Regions from separate parts of the Mus musculus genome. Here all the other regions are linked to region 1. The links are chromatin contacts, called in public ChIA-PET, HiCAR-type, HiChIP or PLAC-seq and promoter capture Hi-C maps. All regions are on one chromosome and are shown on one strand. The core of a region is the stretch at or near the end of the contact, and the rest is flanking DNA. Distances in the headings are between cores, read along the strand shown.

Evidence for each region. Promoter capture Hi-C pulls out the DNA fragments that hold promoters and counts their contacts. ChIA-PET counts read pairs in DNA pulled down with a chosen protein or histone mark. HiCAR-type assays count read pairs that join an accessible place to other places. HiChIP or PLAC-seq counts read pairs in DNA pulled down with a chosen protein or histone mark. Capture Hi-C pulls out chosen DNA fragments and counts their contacts.
Region 2: a contact with region 1 is called in a HiCAR-type map of Th17 cells, with 3 times the contacts expected there. The contact joins the promoter of Arhgap45 here to the promoter of Mknk2 in region 1. A contact is called at or near these places in 1 of 39 promoter capture datasets (the SN4741 cell line), 3 of 115 datasets of contacts at active chromatin or transcription factors (Th17 cells, double positive thymocytes and pancreatic cancer cells) and 1 of 9 other capture datasets (adipose tissue).
Region 3: a contact with region 1 is called in a promoter capture Hi-C map of pre-B cells, with 2.8 times the contacts expected there. The contact joins the promoter of Cactin here to the promoter of Mknk2 in region 1. A contact is called at or near these places in 5 of 39 promoter capture datasets (the C10 cell line, cranial neural crest, liver and 1 more) and 3 of 115 datasets of contacts at active chromatin or transcription factors (memory CD8 T cells, pancreatic cancer cells and thymic regulatory T cells).
Region 4: a contact with region 1 is called in a FOXA1 HiChIP or PLAC-seq map of pancreatic cancer cells. The contact joins the promoter of Polr2e here to the promoter of Mknk2 in region 1. A contact is called at or near these places in 2 of 39 promoter capture datasets (the SN4741 cell line and pre-B cells) and 2 of 115 datasets of contacts at active chromatin or transcription factors (pancreatic cancer cells and thymic regulatory T cells).
Region 5: an RNA polymerase II ChIA-PET map of memory CD8 T cells shows a contact between it and region 1, with 7 read pairs. The contact joins the promoter of Apba3 here to the promoter of Mknk2 in region 1. A contact is called at or near these places in 1 of 115 datasets of contacts at active chromatin or transcription factors (memory CD8 T cells) and 2 of 9 other capture datasets (adipose tissue and liver).
Region 6: an HNF4G HiChIP or PLAC-seq map of pancreatic cancer cells shows a contact between it and region 1. The contact joins the promoter of Stk11 here to the promoter of Mknk2 in region 1. A contact is called at or near these places in 1 of 39 promoter capture datasets (hematopoietic stem and progenitor cells), 1 of 484 Hi-C or Micro-C datasets (myocytes) and 1 of 115 datasets of contacts at active chromatin or transcription factors (pancreatic cancer cells).
Region 7: a contact with region 1 is called in a promoter capture Hi-C map of adipose tissue, with 2.6 times the contacts expected there. The contact joins the promoter of Atp5d here to the promoter of Mknk2 in region 1. A contact is called at or near these places in 8 of 39 promoter capture datasets (the C10 cell line, the HPC-7 cell line, the SN4741 cell line and 4 more), 7 of 484 Hi-C or Micro-C datasets (CD4 T cells, CD8 T cells, the G1E-ER4 cell line and 4 more), 3 of 115 datasets of contacts at active chromatin or transcription factors (Th17 cells, pancreatic cancer cells and thymic regulatory T cells) and 3 of 9 other capture datasets (adipose tissue, liver and pancreatic islet).

What each region holds. Positions count from the first base shown.
Region 1 is chr10:80,674,663-80,677,742 of GRCm38.p6, forward strand. Mknk2 (MAP kinase-interacting serine/threonine kinase 2) reads right to left here and starts at 1,631. Exons shown (of 14, transcript NM_021462.4): 1 at 1,419-1,631; 2 at 1,162-1,278. The coding sequence starts at 1,212.
Region 2 is chr10:80,015,102-80,018,181 of GRCm38.p6, forward strand. Arhgap45 (Rho GTPase activating protein 45) reads left to right here and starts at 1,571. Exons shown (of 23, transcript NM_001142701.1): 1 at 1,571-1,817; 2 at 2,679-3,003. The coding sequence starts at 1,725. Abca7 (ATP-binding cassette, sub-family A (ABC1), member 7) reads left to right here. Exons shown (of 47, transcript NM_001347081.2): 46 at 1-86; 47 at 205-471. The coding sequence ends at 357.
Region 3 is chr10:81,319,500-81,322,579 of GRCm38.p6, forward strand. Cactin (cactin, spliceosome C complex subunit) reads left to right here and starts at 1,604. Exons shown (of 9, transcript NM_027381.2): 1 at 1,604-1,947; 2 at 2,939-3,080. The coding sequence starts at 1,712. It overlaps Pip5k1c (phosphatidylinositol-4-phosphate 5-kinase, type 1 gamma), which reads left to right. Exons shown (of 18, transcript NM_008844.3): 18 at 1-475.
Region 4 is chr10:80,038,138-80,041,217 of GRCm38.p6, forward strand. Polr2e (polymerase (RNA) II (DNA directed) polypeptide E) reads right to left here and starts at 1,522. Exons shown (of 7, transcript NM_025554.2): 1 at 1,446-1,522; 2 at 302-476. The coding sequence starts at 1,502.
Region 5 is chr10:81,266,645-81,269,724 of GRCm38.p6, forward strand. It overlaps Apba3 (amyloid beta (A4) precursor protein-binding, family A, member 3), which reads left to right and starts at 1,528. Exons shown (of 11, transcript NM_018758.2): 1 at 1,528-1,675; 2 at 2,135-2,817; 3 at 2,901-2,940. The coding sequence starts at 2,251. Mrpl54 (mitochondrial ribosomal protein L54) reads right to left here and starts at 282. Exons shown (of 3, transcript NM_025317.2): 1 at 129-282. The coding sequence starts at 246.
Region 6 is chr10:80,114,234-80,117,313 of GRCm38.p6, forward strand. Stk11 (serine/threonine kinase 11) reads left to right here and starts at 1,562. Exons shown (of 10, transcript NM_011492.5): 1 at 1,562-2,674. The coding sequence starts at 2,385.
Region 7 is chr10:80,140,644-80,143,723 of GRCm38.p6, forward strand. It overlaps Atp5d (ATP synthase, H+ transporting, mitochondrial F1 complex, delta subunit), which reads left to right and starts at 1,672. Exons shown (of 4, transcript NM_025313.2): 1 at 1,672-1,963. The coding sequence starts at 1,823.

The sequences.
Region 1 (3,080 bases), core at 381-2,880:
GGTGGGGTGGGCAGGCTGACATCACTGCGTCCTTTAGGCCAGGCCCCAAGTAGGGGGCTCTGCCTAGCACCCTGCCCACCTTCACCACCCCCAGATATACTCATCTAAGGTAAGACTCAATCAGCCACCATTAATAACACTACAGAAACTTCCTGTTCTGATAAGAAATAACACTTTGGGCCTGGGGTGTCTTGAGGGAAGGTCTCCACAGGCCACCACCAAGTGTGGAGGTTGCAGTGGGGCAAAGCATACCCATGTGCCAAAGGGTTTCCCCAACAAGGCTTCATCCCCTCTGATCCCAACCAACCGCACAGGCCAGCTTGAGACTACAGTGGACAGATACAGGGTTTCCCTGGAACTATATACACAGAAGTAGGGGAGACGGGGCTGAGAGACTGCAAGGAACATCCAGCCACTGACCACAAGCCAACCTAGGGGAGCTCACAAAAGAGAGAGCTAGGACCTGCTGACGTGCTTTCATCCAGAACAAGGCCAACCTGGGGGACACAGAAAGTGTGGGATCACATACAGAAAGTGGGTGGGGAGCACAAGACTGAGATCAGGCTGATGGCGAGGGACATAGAGCCACCAATCAGTGGTGGGAGTGGGTCCTGAAAGAAAGAGCTACTAGGCAGCCGGGGACAGGTTGTAGCCTGCAACAAGCACACACTGCAGGAAACAAATGTAAAGTCCATCAGAGACCACATACAGAGGTAGGAAAGCCCGGGCTGAGAAACTGCTAGGGACACAGCCACAGATCACAGGGGAGCCTGGGGCAGTTCATGAAGAGTTAGTAGGCAGCTAGAAGCAAGGCTGCAGCTTACTGACTCTCCCAACCAGCACAAGACAGGCCTGGAAGTTGCAAGGAACAGAAACACTCGATTTGCCTAGGATCACACACAGAAACAGACGACTGTGATCGGGCTAACTGCAAGGGACACAGAGCCACCAATCACAAGCCTGGGGGTGGGGGTTGAGGGTCCTAGAAGAGAGAGCTACTAGGAGGATGGGGACAGGGCTGCGGCCTGCTGACCCCCACCACCTCCAGCACAAAAGTCCAATGCAAGCACCCCTCCCAAGCCCTGCACCAGCCTCCCGAGTAGGCTCTGCTTATCCGTCGCACCCGTCACTGCAATGGGACCCCCGGACAGGACCCCTCACCTTGAACGAACGGTGGAAGCCCTGAAGTTCGGCTGTTCTCTTCTGCACCATCTTCAGTCCGGGCCCCACCAGCGGGGGAGGGGACGCGGGGCCCGGGGGGCGGCTTGGGAGGCGACCCTGCGGGCGGAGGAGACAAAGGACCGAGGCTGAGAGAGGCGCTCGGCCGGGCGGAGGCGGCCGGGGCTCGGCGGAGCTCCCGCGCCTGACTCGGGCTTCCTTCCTCCCTCGGAGAATGTCGCCCTTGGCGCCGCGCTCACCGGGGTCGGACACCGGCCGGGGTCGCAGCGCCGTCACCTCACCTAGCACAGCCCGGACCCCGCTCCGAGGACTGCGCGGGGAACAGCGCCGCCACAGCCACCGCTGCTGCTGCCGCCGCCGCCGCCGCCGCCGTCGCCGCCGCCGCCGCCGCCACCGCCGCCACCACCGCCACCACGGACCCCTCCACTGGGCCGCTGCCGCCGAGAGGAGCCGCGCGCGCGGCCGGCGCGGCCACCTTTATAGGCGCGGTCCCGAAGTTACCCCGCCCCTCCGCACCAGTCTCCGCCTTTCTCAGGGAACAGAGGAGGCGGAGCTTCCAGGAGCGTCGAAGGCCGCAGCGAGAAGAGCACGCCGGGGAATGCAGAATACGGCTGCGCGCTCCCGTTTAAGGGGCGGAGCTTAGCGGGGAGCGGAGTGGAGCTGCGCAGCGACCGTGTTGGCGACTCCAAACACGGCTGCGCACTTCGAGCTGGCAGGGGGAAGGGGAGATTCCGAGGGAAGTGGGGCGCGAAGCTTCAAGCGCGCCTGCGCACTCCCACGGTGGGGGCGGAGCGTGAAAAGATACTCGACTGCAGCCGCGTGACCTGGCTGGGGGGTGGGAGAGGACTGTGTGGAGAGGCTGGTGACCAGCCTCCGGAGTCGCCTGCGCCTGCGCAGAAGGGTACTGAAGGCTTCAGTTTGGGCCGTGAGGCCGCCTTCTCCTGTGTCACAGTTGGCCCGCTGGCTTGCGCGCTGCAGGTTCTGCTCCCTGTCCTTGAGCCGGGTGCCGCGTTCAGCTGCCGAAGGAGGGCAAGCCAGCCCTAATTTTACTGAATACTGATGCCCTTGTCCTGTGCTCCAGCTCTGCAATCCGTGATGAACCCTTCTTGAACCTCTTGGGTCCTTTGCAGCCCTCGGTGGGGATAGCTGGGACAAGAAGGGGCTAGGATCCCCGATTCAGGTTCGGATACAGTCAGACCGCGTTGTGCCTGCTGCCTCGGCTGCTTCCGTGCACAAAGAGGTTGTTTTCCCTCTTCAGGGTAGTTTGTCTACAAGTTTTTACCACCACCCTCTACTGAGGCTGGAGCCTCATGAACCTCAAGCAGCTCTTTGTGTGTTTGTGTGCACTCACACAGGTCCTCGTCCGTGTGAGTGTGTGTGCCTTATGCATACAGGTGCCTGGAAAGTCAGAAGAGAGGTGAAATTACACGATGCCTGATGTGGGTGCTGGGCTGTACCCTGGGTTCTCTGTAAGAGTAACAGTTTGGCTTAACTTATGAGTCATCTGTCTGACTCCCGAGCCTCATTGTCGTCATTAGTGATTGCATTGGCAGAAATGTTTGTCTCTAATTCAGATTGTCATGCCTGTACAAGGTTCATTACCTGGACAGATTTGGGCAGGGGATAGAACTTCAGCTCAAGGCAGTCAGGGATCAATTCCTGGCAGACTCAAACAAGGGTCTCTACTCAGCTGTTAAAGGAGTTTGCCACCAATTATAGCCTGAGCCCATTCCTGGGACACATGTAAGAGAAATAGCTTCTACCTGTGGCTAGCTGTAGCATGTGTGTGTGTGTCCACGGGGGCCAGCATGTCTCTGTAGTTTGGGGCTACCTAGCCAGATCCTATCTCAGGCTAACAATTCAAATAAAACATGACACCCACATTCAAGCGTGGCCCACCT
Region 2 (3,080 bases), core at 321-2,820, 660 kb before region 1:
TGACACGAGTGTTCAGGGAGCTGGCTGCCCAGGGCAGGGCCCACGGTGTGGAGGACTTCTCTGTGAGCCAGACCACTCTGGAGGAGGTGACTTCGGGCACCATCAAAGGGTTTGAAGGGAAGAGCTGAGGTGCCTCAGGACCCTGGGCTGACATCTACCCCCACCCCATGCATTTCTGCCCCCTCCATGTCTCTGCCCTGCCAGGTGTTCCTATATTTCTCCAAAGACCAAGGGGAAGAGGAAGAGAGCAGTCGGCAGGAGGCTGAAGAAGAGGAGGTTTCCAAACCTGGCCGGCAGCATCCCAAACGTGTCAGCCGATTCCTGGAAGACCCCAGCTCTGTGGAGACCATGATCTGAGCATGCCTGCCTTGGGACTGAGTGGCAAAGCTCAGACAGAGGATCTCTGTACCATACGCTGGCTCCCAGAAAGCCTTGGGCTCTGGGGGAAATAAAAAGAAACTAGAATGAGAATGAGGCCACGGCTGAGTTTGTGTTTTAGGAGTCTTAGCTCTGTACAGTCCCATACACTATCACATGTACAGTATGCGCGTGTGTCCTGCTGTGAATTGCCTGCAACACGGACACTTCCCAGGTGTCCAGTCACACGTATCCTGACCTGCATGTACCTATGTGGGTCTGACACCCAAGGGCGGGACTTGTGAGTGTTTCTGACCGTGAAGTAGAGATGAGGTCAGGCTTGTGGAATGTTCCAGACGGTATAGAGGACCCTGGTACTTTCCTGGCCTGACCGGACCAGAAGCCCACCCCAGAGCCAGCCAGTCTTCATCCTGAGACAACCTCCCAAGCCCACCCCCAGCCATCCAACTATGAGTGGGAGGCACGGGACCCTTAAGGGGCTCCTCGGCTGGGTTTGTGGCTGGACCAGAGCTTGGAGAGCGGGCCTAGGTACTGCAGGCTGCGGCCTTTCTGGGCTGTGTCCCCGAGAGCCACCCAGTGTGCCTGAGGTCAGTGGAGTTTGGGATGGTTAAGGGACATGGTGTCTAAATTATTAAATAGTACCTCTGGGGATCCTGAGACCTGAAGCTCAGAGCTGGGATATAGAGGGCAGAGTGGGAGTGGGAGCTAAGTGGAGGCCAGCAGGGCAGTGGAGCTCCTGGGTTGCTGGATGGAAGCCACCCAGGCATGGCACCTTCAGGTCCTATGGTCCCCAGAAGACTGTAAGGCTGGTGATTATAGGGAATGGGGGGTCACCTGTGCATGGTGAGGGACTCAGGGGGTGTCTGTTTGATCTGTGTGTGAACCTGTTGCTCAGCCTCCTCTCTGGTCTTTCATATCAGTATACACATGACACTGCCTTTCTTGACTGTATGTTATGTCCCAAGCAAGAGTCAGCTAATGCCTGGATCGGGTGGCCACACAGGACACAGGCTGCAAGTGGAAGGTGGCCTGCTGTGGGGAACCTGTGTCAGAGTCAGTGTGCAGAGTCCTATAAGAGCTGACACTTGGGACAGTCACACTGGGGGCGGATCTGAGGTGTCACCTCCCTCCCTCTGCTGGGGAGCCTTTTCCTGTGTAGGAGACTTATGCGCCAATGAGAGCCAAGCCAGTCACGTGTGGCTCTGACAGCTGGGGAGGGGGTGGCCCTGAGCAATGTGGTCCAGAGACAGCCTGCACCAGGAGTTGCAGGACTGAGACCACCCCCAGACTCCCACCCTGCCGTTGCCCGCCTGTCCTCACCTAGGGCCACTGGGGCTGACTCCACCATGTTCTCTCGGAAGAAGCGAGAACTTATGAAAACTCCCTCTATTTCCAAAAAGAACCGCGCGGGGAGCCCCAACCCGCAGTCCTCCTCAGGGGTGAGTGGGGCACAGAGCGGGTGGGGACCCAGGATGACACCCACAGCCTGTGGTCACTGATGGGCATAGCATGCAACTACAACACCATGCTGGGTCCACGCTGGGGGAACCGGGCCAGCTATAGTCCACACCAGGCAGAATGGCCGGCGACAAGGAGTGGCCTGAACCTAGGAGGCCGCATTACGGTAGGTAGGGATGGCCTTGGGTGGCAACCAAGTCACCCATCTTGATGAGGGATGTCCCCGTCGTGTGCCAATGACGGTTGTGGGTAGTGGGTAGAACTGGTATTGGAGTCTAGTGACTACACTGTAATATGGGGTCTGGGCAATTTTAGGGTTCTGAAAGCCAATGGGGAACTGGTGTTGAACTGGGGTGCAGGTGTACAGAGCAGATTGGGGGGGTCTCCAAGTTTCTCCAGGACCTGCTGCTGCCTGCTGAGCTTTTGAGAATTTGTGAGGTTTAGGGGTACCTCTACTAGGTCTGGGGGTGTCCTGAGACACAGGAGCCTGATGATCTTTTCAGGTCACAGAAGTTATCCATGTTTTTAGAAAGTGGACACCCGTAGAGGTATCTGGGGTGGCTACAGGGTTAGAGACTCACAAGAGTCCTCCCCACCCCCACCAGGAAGTGGGGTGCCCCCTCCCTCCTGTGCCCCACAGGCCCCGCCTCTGGCTGTGGTTTGGGTAGGGACGGTTGTTTGTGAAAGCTATAGACAGGAGGATGTTGGGTAACAGGTGGGGGGGGGGGAGCTTAAAATTCTCTGCCCACTGACCTCTGACCCCTGTGAGGACTTTCTGGGGAAACTGAGGCAGTGTCTGGGATGGGGGATCCCCTTGACTCCTCTTCCCTATGCATACCTAGGAGCTGCCCAGGAAGGATTGGACAGAAGCTCCCGGCCTGGAGCCACCAGCCACATCCCTGTCCACGGTAGCCAAGGGCACAGGGACACTCAAAAGACCCACCAGCCTGAGCCGCCATGCCAGTGCAGCAGGCTTCCCGCTCTCGGGCACTGCCACCTGGACCCTGGGCCGTGGGTACCGAAGCCCCCTTTCTGCGGCCAGTCCGGCAGAGTTACCCACTGAGGGAGCTTTCCCTGATGGCGTAGAAGACATCTCAACCCTGCTGGCGGATGTGGCCCGCTTTGCTGAGGGCTTGGAGAAGCTCAAGGAGTGTGTGCTGCAGGACGGTGAGGATCTTCAGAGCAGCACGGAGGGAGGGCAGGAGGTGGGCAGCCTCTCAGCCCAGCACTCAGGCAGGAGGATC
Region 3 (3,080 bases), core at 354-2,853, 640 kb after region 1:
TGTAAGGCCTGGGGGCTCCTCCAAGGCTGAAGAGGTGCCCTCTCCGGCCCACTTCTGTTCTCCTCAAGCCATCCCAGCAAGTCCCCTGTCCAGCCCCACATCAACCTCAGTGCAATATGCCCTCCCCGTGGGGTCCCTTGGCACGGTACTGTCTGCAGCCCCTTGTCTCTCACCCCTAGCTCCACTCTCCGGTGGTTAAAAATCGCATCGCACATCCTCCCCCCAATCCTGTTTTTATTGTTGAATCCATTCTGTAAACTACAAACCTCGTGTGTCTTACTCATCAGGACTTGGGATCCCTCGTCCTCAGCCTATGTGGTCTGGTGTTTGACAATCCAAGCACAGTGTCCTCTTGGCACCAACCAGAGGGGCCTGTCCCTCCAGCGCAGCCGGCAAATGTATGCAGTCCAGGTCCCCGCCCCACCTGTCACAGCCCCTCTTTTTGAGATCTGTAATAAATCTCTAATAAGAAACAGCTCCTCTCCGGTGACTTATGCGTGCGTGCGATGGGAGAGCAGGCGAAGGGTGGGCACCACGTGTTTTGTCTCCCCCGCTCTAAACCCTCCCTGGATCCCACATGATGAATCCCAATTCGCAGATGACTTCCTTTCTCCAAGCCTAAACTTCCCTATCCATAGATTAGCCACAAGTTGAGCGCAGTACGCAAGCTGGCGGGCGTAGTAGTACTCAGACTCGTCCTGGAGTCAGCCAGAGACTGTCTGTTCATGTCCTGTTGTTTTATTAGCTCGGAACCGGTTGCTACAAGGCTACCCTAGAAACCGAGGACTCCCGCGAGCGCTTGGGTCTCCGGGTTTCAATTTTTAGAAGTACACCGGGCCCTGCAGGTTTAAGTTCCGCCCACTCTAGCCACGCCCCTTTGACGTCCTTTTCCAAGCCCAGCAAGACCCCTAAGCGCAGTTTCTGGGTTCATTGGCCCCGCCCTCAGATCCAATGTGTCCATCTCGCCCCCAAGGTCCCGCCCACCGCCGCTCTACTTCCTCCCACTCCTCAGTCGGCCACTCTCGACTACATATCCTGCCCGTACCCATTCACAGTTCGTAGTTACAGATGTCAATCTTGCCTCAATCAGCCCCTCTTCCACCCTCTCAAATCCTGATATGCACTCCTCCGCCCATTGGTCTACGCCTGTCAATCTAGTTTACCAGACCCCGCCCACCCCGGCTCCCGTAACCGCCATTCTTGCGTTCCTTCTCAGGCCACGCCCAGCGCAGGTCCCCGGCCGGGTCTCCCGATCTACAGTTGTCGATCTCCGTAAGCCCCGCCTAACCCAGCCCTATTCTTTCCCCATAAGCTCCTCTACTAGGCTCCGCCCCTAGGGCACTGCCCATGCAAGTGCAGGCTCCGCCCACTAGGCGCCTCTTCCGCCCTGGAACAACCGCCTCGTAGCTCCGCCTCCCTAAGCACGCTACTCGCCGGTCACCTAGGGCGCGAGGGAGGGCCCACCTAGGTCAGTCTCCTTCACTGCATGAATGGAGCGTCAATCCGCTAGTTCTAACGGCGTCCCGTTAGGAATCTACTATGTGTTCCCAGCTTGAGAACTCCGGAGAAATCTCGGGTTATGTTGTCCCTGGAGTCCCGGTTAGAGGGAGTAAGTCATTCCCTGTGATCAGGCGCACTTTGGACAGTCCTTAGAGCGCCGCGCCAAAGGAAAGCCCCCGGCGCCAAGCTTCCTGGTTGTTTACGCGCGCGCATGCGCGGCGCGGGCCGCCAAATGGGTCGGGACTCTCGCTCGCGCTCACGGTCTGTGGGTCGCAGGGGTCGGAAGCAGCGGAGTCGAAGCCGGGGCCGGAGCCGCAGCCGGAGTCGGAGTCGGAGTCGGAGTCGGAGTCGGAGCCGGAGCCGGAGCCGGAGCCATGGGCGGAGCAGCCGAAGGCGACGGGAACACGAGCGGCGGCGCGAACGCAAGCGGCGCAGCCGAGGGCGCAGGTGAGCGTCCTGGGGGCTGCTCGGGCCTGGGAGCCGAGGGACAGGCGGGGCAGTATCCGAGATGCCGGGCTGCGCCGGGGCAAAGGAGACTTCCGGGGACCGCGGGCCATGAGCATAGGGGACCGAATGACTCCACTCGCCACCTCTGCATTCATAGACATTGTCTTGTCCCGGGCTGGCCTCCTGCGTCAGCCTCTGGAATGCTCGGGATTACAAGCCATTGCCTCACAGTTAAGGTTTTTTGCATTTCCTCATAGTTAATTCTGCTCAGTTGACAGCCCTTCTTCTCAACTGGCAGTACTTCTAACAAGTTGACCAAAGCCTAATCAGGACACCGTTCATACAGCACTGGAGATACAAGCCCGAACAGCCACATCTATCTTTTACTGTGGGTACTGGGGATTCGAACTCATGTCCTCAAAATACTACCTGGTGGTATTCCTCTTTCGTGGTTCCTGGGCTGTCAGAGAGTCCATCTATTGGGCCTCTCGTCTGTCATTTCTCATCCCTTCTACCTGTCATCTCAGCAGGACTTGACGGCACTGTACACACCAGTAACCCCAACACTTAGGAGACAGATAAGAACCAGCCTGGCTGTAGAGGGAGTTCCCACCTGATAGCATTGTAGATGTCATATTTAAAATAAAACAAGCACTCAGAAAGCAGAGACAGGAGGGTCTCTGAGTTCCAGGACAGCCAGGGCTACACAGAGAAGCCAGCCCTGTCTCGAAAAAAATCAAAAATTAAAAGAAAATAAAAACTACATAAAAAAGAACTACTCCCTCACTTTTAACCTTCATTTCTCTTGCTGTATTGTCTGTTATGGCCCTGGGACTTGTGTAGCTCTACTATGAAGGACAGCCTAGCTCATGTGGGGAGCAATGTGATTTACAGGCCGGTGAGGCTAGAATTCTAGGCAAGTACCTCAGCACCTAGGATGGTGCCCAGCAGCAGCCAGCATTGAACAGGTCTTGATGTGTCCTTCCCACAGGTCAGATTCGGAAGGAGAGCAGCGGCAGAAGTCTAGGAGGCGAAGCCAGAGCCTTCGACCACCCCGATGGCACTCACAGAACCAGTCCTCATGCTCTGACTCGGGTGAGGAGCGGGCTCAGGGCTCCTGGGCCCGTAAGGGT
Region 4 (3,080 bases), core at 272-2,771, 640 kb before region 1:
AGAAGCTGTAGAATACAGCACACAGGGGGTGTGGGGGTGGCATAGCTGGCCCTGGGACTCCCAGGCAGAAGCTATAGAATACAGCATATAGGAGCCAGGGGGTGGAGGGCTGAGAGCTGGTTCTGGGGCTTATGGGATGAAAACGACACCAGCAAAAGGGAGGCTTCCCAGGGGAGACAGGGACAAAAGCAGGCAGCTGCCACAATCTTACAGGCAGCGTTAGGCCAGAGTGGGACATGCATTCACTGGCACCTGAGCCAGGGCCTGGAGGAGACCACTCCTGCCAGCCCAAGGGCCTCACCTGGGAAGAACACAAACATCTGGTCTGTGGGGTCATCGTTGTGGGCCACCAGCACCGTGAGGTCTGTGCGCCTTGGCCGTCCTTCGCTGGGCTTGTCCCCAAACTGCGCCTTGAATTCCTCAAGTGTCTGGTCCAGTTCATCCTGGGTCACCAGGTAGCCACGGTCATGACACAGCTGCAGAGACAAGAGGCAAAGAGGCAGTCAGCCTGAGCACTTAGCTCGCAGACCTGACCCTGAATGGCCGAGGCTGGGGACTAACACTGAACTGATCCAGCAGTACCCAAACTCTGTATAGGCTCAGACCACAGCGGCCCGGCCAAGCCTCTCCTCCCCCCAACCTCAGTGGAGCAGGCTGGGATTAATCCCCTGGCAACTGTAGGCAACCTTCTGAATACAGGCACCTTCCTGTCCCCAGTCTTGAGTGTTCCTGATGAGGGAGACTAGAGCATCATCCAGGATCAGGGCTGAGGAACAGGCATGAGGTGGCCCTGGGCTCCACCAACACAGCATAAGTCAAAACTATGCATACCTCTTTATCTAATAATGGTGTCTCATGTGTTCAACTCAAAACAACCAAGAATTTTTTCTTTTATTCCCTTTTTCTTTTTCAAGACAGGGTTTCTCTGCGTGACTTTGTCTATTCTGGAAATCACTATGTAGATGAGGCTGACTTCTAATTTAAAGAGATTCGCTTGCTTCTGCCTCCAGAGTGCTGGGATTAAAGGCGTGTACCATCATACCGGCTTGTTCTGTTTTTAAAAATACTGTTTTTTCATCCTATGTGTGTCTGGAGTCCCCAGAGATCAGGACAGGGCGTCAGATCCCCTGGAACTGGGGTTACAGATGGTTGATAGCTTTCGTGTGGGCGGCTACCTAGCTCGCATAAAACCAAGTGTGACCACGCAGCAGCCCCCTCTCCCGAAACGGAGCCCACCCAGGCCTTTTCCCCTGAGGCAGAGTTAGGAGGTGGAAGCAGTAGGATTTCTAAGAGTTGAAGCCAGCGTGGGTGGGCTCCACACTTTAAACGGGGATGCATTCCAATCCAGGAGGATTGGCCCCTGCGGGAGGCGGGCCTCGGCGGACAACCCGCAGTTAGTCCGCAACTGAACGCTCGCTCGCATAAAGCTCCTCACGCTTGATCACCTGCATGATCGTCTTGCGGATCTTCCACAGCCGGTAGGTCTCCTCCTCGTCGTCCATGCTGTCGCGCTTCCCAAACAACTGTGCACGCGCGCTCGTGGAGCTGCCAGCACGGAGCCTGCGCCGGACGCACAAAATGCCCCCCGCCCCCCGGCAGTGCGCCTGCGCCAAGGGCTGGGAAGGCCCCCGCCCAGGTTCGTGCTGTCTAAGGTGAACGCCGGAATAAACCTACTTTCCACGACAGGCTGCGCGTTGGGCAGCCCCAGCCTTCACCGGGGCGGTGTCGCGCGTCGGGAAGATCTCGCGATACTTGACCTGATAACAGTTTTATTTCCCTCCCTTAGGCGTCTCCCGGGCTGTAGTCCACGCCTTTAATCCCCGTCCTCGGCAAGCAGATCTGTGAGTTCGAGGCCAGCCTGCTCTATAGCCAGGTCTACAGAGAAAACCCTGTCTCGAAAGAAAGCAAGAGACCAGTGATGAACAGCCAGGTTCATGTGCCTCAATTTCCCTTTTTATACAAGTTTTTATTAGTGTATCTGCACTTTACATGAGAAATCGGATGCAAGCACCCACATGAGGTGGCCCCCAGCCATTTGTAACTCCAGCTCCAGAGAGTCTGATGCCTCTGGCCTCCAAGGGCCACACTTACAGGTCTATACCCACATGCAGACACACAGATAAACATAGTTAAACGACTAAAAATCTAAAATGAAAACAATCGATGTGCGGGCATACACACAATGAACAAACAAGTGTGTATATGGTGGGCTAACTCGTGAAAAGTTTGAGAAGGTGGTGAGAAAATGAATCCTAGGGAAAGGGATTCCAGGGCTAAACCCTTCCAACTATACAATGGGAGTTCACAGGAACGCCCCTTTCTCCTTTTCTTTCTTTCTTATTTGTTTATTTATTTATTTATTTATTTATTACATGAAAGTACACTGTAGCTGTCTTCAGACACTCCAGAAGAGGGAGTCAGATCTCATTATGGGTGGTTATGAGCCACCATGTGGTTGCTGGGATTTGAACTTCGGACCTTCAGAAAAGCAGTCGGGTGCTCTTACCCACTGAGCCATCTCACCAGCCCTCTCCTTTTCTTTGGGGGAGTGTGCTGACTTGAAATTTGGTATAGAGACCAGGTCTCAACAGCGCAGAGAATGGCCTGCCTCTGCCTCTCAGTGTTGGGATTAAAGGCGTGTGCCACCAAGACTGGCAAGGTCTGTCCTTGGAAGTCCAGATGCCTCCATTCTGTCCTGATGTGCGTCTGACAGCTCATCTACAGATCATCACCAGTTCCTGCCTGAGAACTTAGGCTGATCCCAACTGGGAAAGACAAGTTTTTGCCAAGTACACTGAGCCCACCATCTACCCTGTAGACCAAGGGGCTTAGGCTGCTACAGTTGGCCAAAGAAGCCATGAGTGTGCAAAGGAAGGGGACATGGGCAAAGACGTTTCTTGGAGAAGAGAGCATTGCCTGGGCCTGGGAGTGGTGGCCGATGCATTTGATTCTGGAGGCCAAGTGGGTAGATTTCTGTGAGCGCTGTGCTGAACACCCCCCACCCCCAGCAGGGGAGCCCCTGACTTCCACTTTCAGGGGGGACATGACCCTCTCATTATTGGTGGTAGTGAACAGTCAGA
Region 5 (3,080 bases), core at 278-2,777, 590 kb after region 1:
GGCCTCACTACGCTAGCACGCACCGTTTGGCCTCCGTAACGCTGCGCCTGCGCAGTCAATCCTCAGAACCCCACCTCCCCAGCAGCGCTCCGGCCGTACCCACTTTGGTTCCTTCGGAGCCAACTCACCTGGCTTTTTAGCATATTCCCGGATAGAGAATCCTCCAGGTCTTCTGAGGACCGGGAGCGCCCGGGGATGCCAGCGGGCCCACACCCGGGAAGCCCGGAGGAGATGGGCGGCCGCCATGACGCTGGCCGGCCGCTCGCACGTGCAGACTTCCGTGTTACGTCAGCCCTCCAGATCGGCTTTGGAGGTGTTGGAGGCGCCGCGGCCTTCTGGGAAATGTAGTCTTTAAAAAAAAATTTGCCCGACTAACGACTAATTTTAACTTCTGTAGCTATCGACCGTTCAAAGAATATTTCATTAAATTCTTGCCCCCAGTTCAAATGGTGATGGCACACCTTTAATCCCAGTACTCTGGAGATACAGGTAGGAGGATCTCTGAATTCAAGGTTAACCTTGGCTACTGCTTGAGTTCCAGGACAACCAAGGCTACACAAAGAAACCCTGCCTCAGACGATGATGACGACAACAACAACAAGTATTTAGATCTTTATTTACTTTAAATGTCACAGCAAAATCATGCTTATATCCCTTGTGGAATTTTTGAAAGCTTAAAAGTTAGGACAGTCAGTTGTGATGTGGAGGTGGAGGCAAGAGAATCAGGAGTTTGGGTCGATCTGTCCTACACAGCAAGTTTGAGGTCAGCCTTGGCTATATGAGATCTTGGCTTAAACATATGGGTAGCTGAGAATGATGGGAGTGATGAACCCCAGCTTAATCCCCACACTTGGGAGGCAGAGGTAGGTAGATGCCTGTGAGTTCCTGGCCAGCCTACTCTACATAGTGATACGTATGTGTTCTATTCACTAATAGAAAAAAGTGGGGTTTGGTGATTGGGGCTTCGTAGCAGAAATGGAGGCTGGATGCACACAGGAAGCTGAGGCAGGAGGATCAGGAGTTTGAAGCCAGCCTAGGCTACATGAGACTCTCAAGAATAAATAGACTAGTACTAGAATCTTCTAGACTCATTGCTAACAAACCTAACCAGGTGAACTCTTTTTAGATCACACAGTTAAGTTTAGGAATTATCATTGTCCCTAATCTATATGTAGGACCGTGATGCAAATTCCAGTGTCAACTCAAGTCTAGATTGTACCGTTATAGATCCTTACTGGGATACAAAGTGGAAGTCCGTCCTCAATAACTTCCATTCCCACTTTTCCTTTGCACTCCAAATTTTCAAGTCATGGCTCTCTTTACCATCCCTGGTTTCTGCCCATGTCCTACCTCAGCCGTTACACTCTGAAGTGATGCAGAACCCGATTTTAGAAAAGAAAAGCCAGTTTGAGCCTCGCCTCCGTTCTTGTAGTCTCGGGATTCGAACCTGAGCTCTACTATCTATACTGCAACACTGGCGAGTCCCCGGAAGGAGAGAGAGCGGACTCGAGGACTACATTTCCCAGCAGGCCGTTTGAGAGTGTGTATGCGCAATAGTCCTGGATGGTGCAGTGACCGATGATCCGGTTCCAAAGCTGGGATCCCAGAGAGCTGCTGACTCTTCTGGAAGGACGGGCGGACCGTCCGGACAATCCTGCCCGGGCCGGAGACACAGGTACTGCGGGCCGTGCGGGACTGGACAGGCTCCCGTGGGTGACCCAAGGGCAGTGTCTGAGTTCTGAGACTGAAATCTGAGTTCTGGGGACGGAGCCTGAGTTTCAAGGGTCAGAGCCTGAGTTCTAGGGGCTAGAGGCTGAGTTCTCAGGACCAGTGCCTGAATTCTGGGGCAACAGCCTGAGTTCCACGACCTAAAGCCTGAGTTTTGGGGCTGGAGCCTGAGTTCTAGGGTCCGGAGCCTGGGTTTTTGAGACCAGAGCCTGAGTTCTAGAGACAGAAGCCTGAGTTCCCGGGGGCAGTGCTTGAGTTCCCAGGGGCAATGCCTGAGTTCCATAGCCGCAGCCTCAGTTCTAGTGTCTGTTGCTTGAGTTCTGAGGTCTGGAGCCTGAGATCTGGGGCAGGCACCTGAGTTCTTTGCTGGCTTCTGTGTAAAATGGGGTCCTTTCCTCCTGGGCAGGCCCCATGGGGATGGAATCTGTCACCTGTAGGACCATGGCTTGCCTACGAGATCCACACTCAGAGCCCTCATCTTCCAGCTTGGTGACAATGCCGGCCTGAACCTGGGTCTCAGACATGGAGTTCCTGCCAGGACCCCAGCATCCCCCAGGGCCCCCAACCATGGACTTGGAGGAGCCCAAAGGCCCCGAGGTGCCCTCTGAGAACCACCCCTCTAACACCCAGTCGGCCTTAGGGCCTGGAGGCCCTGTCACCCTGAGTGAGATGGAGCTGGACACATCCAGTGTGCAGGAGCTGGTTCAGCAGCTAGAAGCTCTACCCAGCGACCTGGGTGGCCCATTCCCAGATGGAGCCCCCTGTCCCCTGCACATTGCTACCGGCCAAGGACTTGCCACCCAGGAGAACCCAGATGCTGGTGGGCTCTTGTCGGCCGAGGCAGGCGGGGACGACCTTCTGGGTCTGCTGAGGGATGAGGCCTCTTCGCCTGCCCAATCTGTCCCCCAAGATCCTGCACAGACTGCACCCCGCCTTCTGCAGCCGCCAGAGGACCCTGATGGGGACCCGGGATGGATGGAAGGGGCATCAGCAGAGCCAGCAGACAGCAGGAGCTCCAGCAGTTCCCCGGAGCCCTGGCTGGAGACAGCACCCCTGGTGACACAGCAGGAACCACCTGTGGGTACCCAGGTAATAGTGCTCGCCTCTCTGACCTCTGACTTCTGACCCTCAGCCATGACTGGGGACTCAGCCCTGCACCTCTTATCTTCCAGAGCCGGGAGACCCTGGCCTCGTGCCCTGCCGTCACCGAGGGTGAGTGTCCATTTTTACACAGAAATCAGAATGTCCTAGAACAGCCCAAAAATGGGCTCTCAAGTAATGACACAAAGTTTGCCAGTGATGATCAAGGTCTAGAGAGGACTGAATGAGAGCAGATCTTAGACGGCCAAAGA
Region 6 (3,080 bases), core at 312-2,811, 560 kb before region 1:
ACAGATCGGGTAGAAACAGAATGTTGTCTATTGCCCCTGACTCTTTCTGGATCTGTCCTTGGAGTCTGTCAGGGGAAGGGTGGAGGTGGAGGAGGAGACTTCCTTATCACTGCCATAGTTTAAGGCAATGTCAGAGCAATGAAATGGAGGTGAAACTCCAGAGTCTCCCTGTGTGATGTGGGTGCTGGCCAGCAAACCTGTGTGCTCAGGAGAGCAGCCAGTGCTCTTCACCCCTGACCTGTCCCTCCATCCAGCCTGACTCTGTTTGTCTAGTCTGTGTTTTCCCTGGATTTCTGTCTTCACGTCTGTTTCTCTGATCTTTTTTCTTAATTTATGTGCTTGCATAAGTCAGTTCTCTCCTCCTTTTAAGTCCTGAAGGCTGAACACATGTAGAGCAAGCACTTTTCCCACCTTTCCTGGAGTCTAGGTCTCTCCCTCCCCCAGGACTCTCCTGGCAGTACACCCCGCCCCCTAGTGGCCTCGGAGGGAACCATAGACTCACGGATCTATGGACCTTGTAACCGGCCTGTGCGTAAACTTGTGTGTAGAGGGAGTCAGGCAGGGTGAGCACTCGTCCCTCAATCATACTCCAACCCTTATTTTTTATTCGTGCAGTTAAAAAAGGGCACAGATAAAAATAATTAGATTAACCACCCAAAAACACTGCAGCAGGTGAGTTGAGGCCAGCGGCGACGTCTTACCCAGCCACCTTTTTTGATAACTGTTATTTAAAATTCTGTGTTGTGTGTGTGCGCGCGCGCGCCTACCACGGAGTCCCTAGGTTCAGAGACAGCCTGAGGGAGGCATTTCACTCTAGCCACCTTGTGAACTTACGGGGATCGAACTCATGAAGTCAGATTTGACGTCAATCGCCCGCAACCTCTGAGCCATCTCACCAGCCCAGCTGCTCTTATTTTGCACAGGAAACGCTCCTCTCTATGCCATGGATCTCAGAGGCGCTACATTAAGGCTTCAGGTTCGGGAGTGTCGACTTTGGGCTACTTTTTGACCTTTGACCCCTCCCCCAAGGCCGTTAAGAGCAAGCCTGGGCTGGATCTCTTTAGGGATCCACGAGCCTCTCTCTCCACCCTCCCCCATGCCTCCAGTCGCGGCCGTTCCCCGGAGGACGTTGACGCGCGTGAACTCTAACCGGAGGCCCGAAACTCCGAGGTCACCACAGCCAGCCCAGAGGTTTCGCTGGCCCGTCGCGCTTGCTGACGGGCGTCTGCGACAGCCACTGGCAAATAAAGTCCCGCCCCCACACACCAGGGCCAACCACTGAGGGGCGGGGCTTGAAGCCACAGCCCACGGCCGCTCCCTTACAGTCGCTTGCTTACTCCCATTGACGGGCGTCTCAGACAACCAATGAGAATTTAGATCACGCCTTCTCAGATGGAACCCGAACTGTCCAATGTCAGCTCGGGCGCCCACCTAGATCCAAATAGCCCAATCCTCGTTGGCGATTGAGGCGGGTCCGAAAGGTGGGGCCTAAAGCTACAGCCAACTGCCGCGCACGTCGGCTCCGCGAGGGGGCGTGTCCACCGTTGCGACGTGCGACGACGGCGCGGCGCAGGGCGGTAAACAAGATGGCGGCGGCGTGTCGGTCTAGGAAAGGGGAGGCGGCTCACGGCGTCCGCGAGTGAGGCGCGAGTCGCCGAGGGCGGCGCCGGCGTGGAGTTGTCTCTCGCGGGCAGCATCTTTCTGCCTGGAGTTCGATTCCCCCCTCGCCGCTCCGGCCTCCTGCCTGTCGCGCGGCGGCTAGGCGGCGAGGGGGACGCGCCGCCTGGGGTGGTTTTTTTCCCCCCTCGGTCCCCGGAAGATTTCCTGTCCGGATTTCGTGTCCGCGACTTGCGGGTGTCCCGGTGTCCCGCGTCCGGGTGGAGTCTGCGCCCCGAGAAGTCGTAGAACTAAGGGGCCGCGCGCGGCTTCGGCGCGGGCCGGACATGGACGGCGCGGACCGGCCTCGACGCGGCCGCCTGGGCCCCTGAGCGCGGGGCCCAAGTGGCGAACATGACCTAGCGGCCCGCGCGCCGCGACGGCGGACCGTCGCCTCCGTCGGAAGCAGCGTCCCCGGGGACCCGAATTGGGGGGACGCGAGGGTTGGGGGGGCTCATTGCTTTTTTTTTTTTCATTCTTATTTTCATTTTTTTTCTCCCTGAGCACCTAGAAGAAAAGGGGAAAATCAAAAGTGAAGAATTGGCGCCCAGGAAGCGGACGTGGACCCGGTTGTGGGGACCGGGAGAGTTGTGGAGGTCGTTCCTGTTTTTCCCCGTTCCTTTTTTCCCCTTCTTGGAACATTTGGAAGAAGCGGGTGGGGGGGGGGGAATTCGAACTTGAAAAGAATTGGCGCTCCCGAAGGGGACGAGGACAAAGAGTGGGCCAGGATGGACGTGGCGGACCCCGAGCCGTTGGGCCTTTTCTCCGAGGGCGAGCTGATGTCGGTGGGCATGGACACCTTCATCCACCGCATCGACTCCACCGAGGTAATCTACCAGCCGCGCCGCAAACGCGCCAAGCTCATCGGCAAGTACCTGATGGGGGACCTGCTCGGGGAGGGCTCGTACGGCAAGGTGAAGGAGGTGCTGGACTCCGAGACCTTATGCCGCAGGGCGGTCAAGATCCTCAAGAAGAAAAAGCTGCGCAGGATCCCCAATGGAGAGGCCAACGTCAAGAAGTAGGTGCCAAGGGCCTGGGGCCGACGCGGGCGCTGCCTTGAGCTCCTTGGGCAGCCCTTCCTCCTACTTTCTGGCTCTTCTCTTTCCTCTAACCGTTTTCTCTTCTCATTTCCTTCCTCCTTTTTCATCTCTTTCCTTTTACTGCCTTATCTACCCCATCTATCCCTGAGCGTCACCTCGTGGGGTCTGTATGTTAGGGCAGCCTGCAGGACTGTCCTAGCAGGAGGTCGTGCAGCCAACTGCGCCTCCAGCCCCCCTCTTTGGGCCAGGTCCTGGCGCAAGTCGCGCCTGGCTTCTTTGGCGGGCGTTGCCAGGCGGGTGGCTAGTTTGTTTACGCAGCTAGAGGGAACCGGTGGGGCCAAAAATAATGGTGAAGGGGGTGGGGGGGGTAGCCGGCCAGTGCTT
Region 7 (3,080 bases), core at 422-2,921, 530 kb before region 1:
CAGAGGAGGATGTCAGATCTTCTGAAGCTACAGGCAACTGTTAGCTGTCCCCCATGGGCACTGAGAATGAAGCACACGTCTCTTGGAAGAACAGTGCTCGTTGCTGATCTCTGAACTATCTCTCCAGCACCCTAGGTTTAGTTTTTAGAAGACTTGTCTGGTAAGGCACAGTGGCCATGGGGGTAGGAAGAGGACACTCACCACCGGACAAGCATGATCTTTCTAGCGTTGAGTTCTTACTTCATGGAGCATTTGAGTAGATATGGGATCCTGGGACGGGTATGGGTGTGTGTGTGTGTGTGTGTGTGTGTGTGTGTGTGTGTGTGTGTGTGCGCGCGCGCGTGTGTATCTGTTTAAGAGCTGGAGTAGGGAAGGGAATGGGGTTTCTAGCTGCCCACTGCCCAGGGAAACTGTCCAGATTATAGAGACTGGGAACTAGGTGTCTCTCATAGAGATTGATTAAGGCCAGGACTGCTGGCTTTTGAGCAGGTCTGCGTGCCAGAGTCTCTAGTTAGTAGAATAAGTTTGTAGTCTAGCTTGTAGTCTTGCATCTGCCAGGCTCTGGTTCAAGGGTGACCACGACCCTCTAGCTGCCAGCTGCTCCTCTAAGATCCAACAAAGCTAATGGCTTTCCTTCTGTTTGCCCCATCAAGCCTATGCCTGCATTTTCTGTGAACCTACGTGGTGGGGCATGGGGACCAAGAGCTGAGCGGAGGCCGGAACCTGCGTGAGTGCGGGGGCAGGGTGATGACGTCATGACCGAGAGCGAGGCTGCGCGGACAAGACTGGCGTCAGTGGGGCCCCTTGGCCGCCTGCGCACGGGCTCCTGCGTCAGTGGCACGCAGGGGCGGAGGCCCGCAGGGAGGGGACTGCGGAGAAGAGCGAGTACATCTCCAGGTTTCGCGCGCCCTCTGCCGCCATCCGGTGCACTTCTTTCCTGGCACGACCTCTCCCCAGCACGCACCGCAGCGGGCATCATGAAATTTAATTATTTATTTAGCAGCTTCTCATGATGTAGTCCTGGTTGGTCTCAAACTCATGGAGCCCCGCTTGAGTCTTCCTCCGGGGAGTTGGGATTAACTGCGCCTGGCATATGCATATATATATATGTGTGTGTGTGTGTGTGTGTGTGTGTGTGTGTGTGTGTGTTTCGAGATAGGATTTTTCTGTATAATCCTGGCTGTTGGCTGTCCTGGAACTCACTCTGTAGACCAGGCTGGTCTCAAACTCAGAAAGCCGCCTGCCTCTGCCTCCCAAGTGCTGGGAATAAAGGCACGCGCCACCACTGCCCATCTATATTTGATGCACTTTTGGAAATAGGTTGTTCCGAGTGCGGGGATTGCAAGAGTGTGTCACCGCACTCTACATTTTAATTCTTCTGTTCCAACACGTTACAGGTTTGCTTCTTCTGGGCCTCGAATGCTTGGCACCTGATATCAAGCCCATATCATTTCCGCGCAAACATTCCCCTCCTGAGGGAATATGTTCGTTTGCAGAAAGAACCGCATCCCAAGAACCCAGAGTCGTTTGCTGTTAGAAGGCGAAGAAAACTACAATTCCCAGAATGACCCACCCGGCATAGGAGGATCCCACTTCTAGGCATCACTGCAAGGGGTGGGGCCAAGGGAAAGTATACCTCCCAGAATGCTCAGCGCGTACTGCATCGCGCAGCCTTCGGAGAATCCTGTGCGCGTGCGTTCTTGTGGGAACTGCGCCTCCCAGAAGGCACCGCGCGTCGTCCTTCTCCCTCCCTGAAGGCCGCCTCGCTTGCCCAGTGTGTCGGCCGCCCGCGAAGCTAGAGTCCACTGACTTTTCCGCCACCATGTTGCCCGCCTCACTGCTTCGTCACCCGGGCCTGCGCCGCCTGATGCTTCAGGCGCGTACATACGCCGAGGCCGCCGCTGCACCTGCCCCCGCCGCCGGGCCCGGACAGATGTCCTTCACCTTTGCCTCCCCGACGCAGGTACGAACTCACATCCCCCAGACTCGTCAAGCCCCTGATCTGACCCGTGGAAGAGGTTCTCTTGTATTAGGTCATTTGTTTCATCCCCATGGGGCCCTGTGAACCTCCCCCCACCCCAGACCTCACCCCTGGATGGGGTCACCTGGACCCAGGGCTCGACCTCAGTGTTCACTGAAACTTCATGCTCCACCCCTAAGGGCGTCACCTGGACATAAGACTCCACCCTCTGGGAGGTGGATCACCTATATCTGGAACCCAGATTTTGCCTTCACAAACCCTTCTGTTTTGGGGTGTTCTAGGCTCTACACCTTGGTGGTGGTCACTCAGGCCCTGTCCTTGGGTGTTGTACCCGAGATTGATATGAACCCCAGGCTCTACTCAAGGCTTAGGTGGTGTCACTTGGAGCTAGGATGAACAATGGAGCACAGAGCAATGCCTTTGGGTTTTACATGGCTCACAGTTTCTACCCGTGGGGGATTCCCCAAGTCCCCAAGCTGTTGCCCAGATAGGGGTCACCAGTACCCAGACCTGGAGCTCTTGGAAATTGCCTGGACCCAGATCCTGAAGGAGATTTGGACTCAGAACAGAAGCCTGGCCACTGTTGGGGTCACCTGGGATTGACCGAAGCTCCTCATCCTGTTGGGTTTGCCTGGACCAAATATCCTTTTTTTTTTTTTTCTTTAAAGATTTACTTATTTATTGTATGTAAGTAAACTGTTTGTTTTCAGACAAACCAGAAGAGGGCATCAGTTCTCATTATGGGTGGTTGTGAGCCACCATGTGGTTGCTGAGATTTGAACTCAGGACCTTCGGAAGTGCTCTTACCCACTGAGCCATCTCTCCAGCCCTGGACCTAATATCCTTAATTGGATAGACCTTAGCCAAGGTTTTACCAACTTACAGCCATGCTATTTGTAAGCCTGGGTTGGTTTTACACTTTTGACTACCTCATAGCAACTTCCTGAGTGGTTGTGAGACAGCCTTTGGGTTTCTCAGAAACCCCATACCAGGGGCTGGATCAGCACGCTGCACTACACTGCATTGCCCTCTGTTTCAGTCACCTCTTCTAGACACTCTTTTAGACATAGACATTTCACAGGTGAGCAAGCTGAGTCTA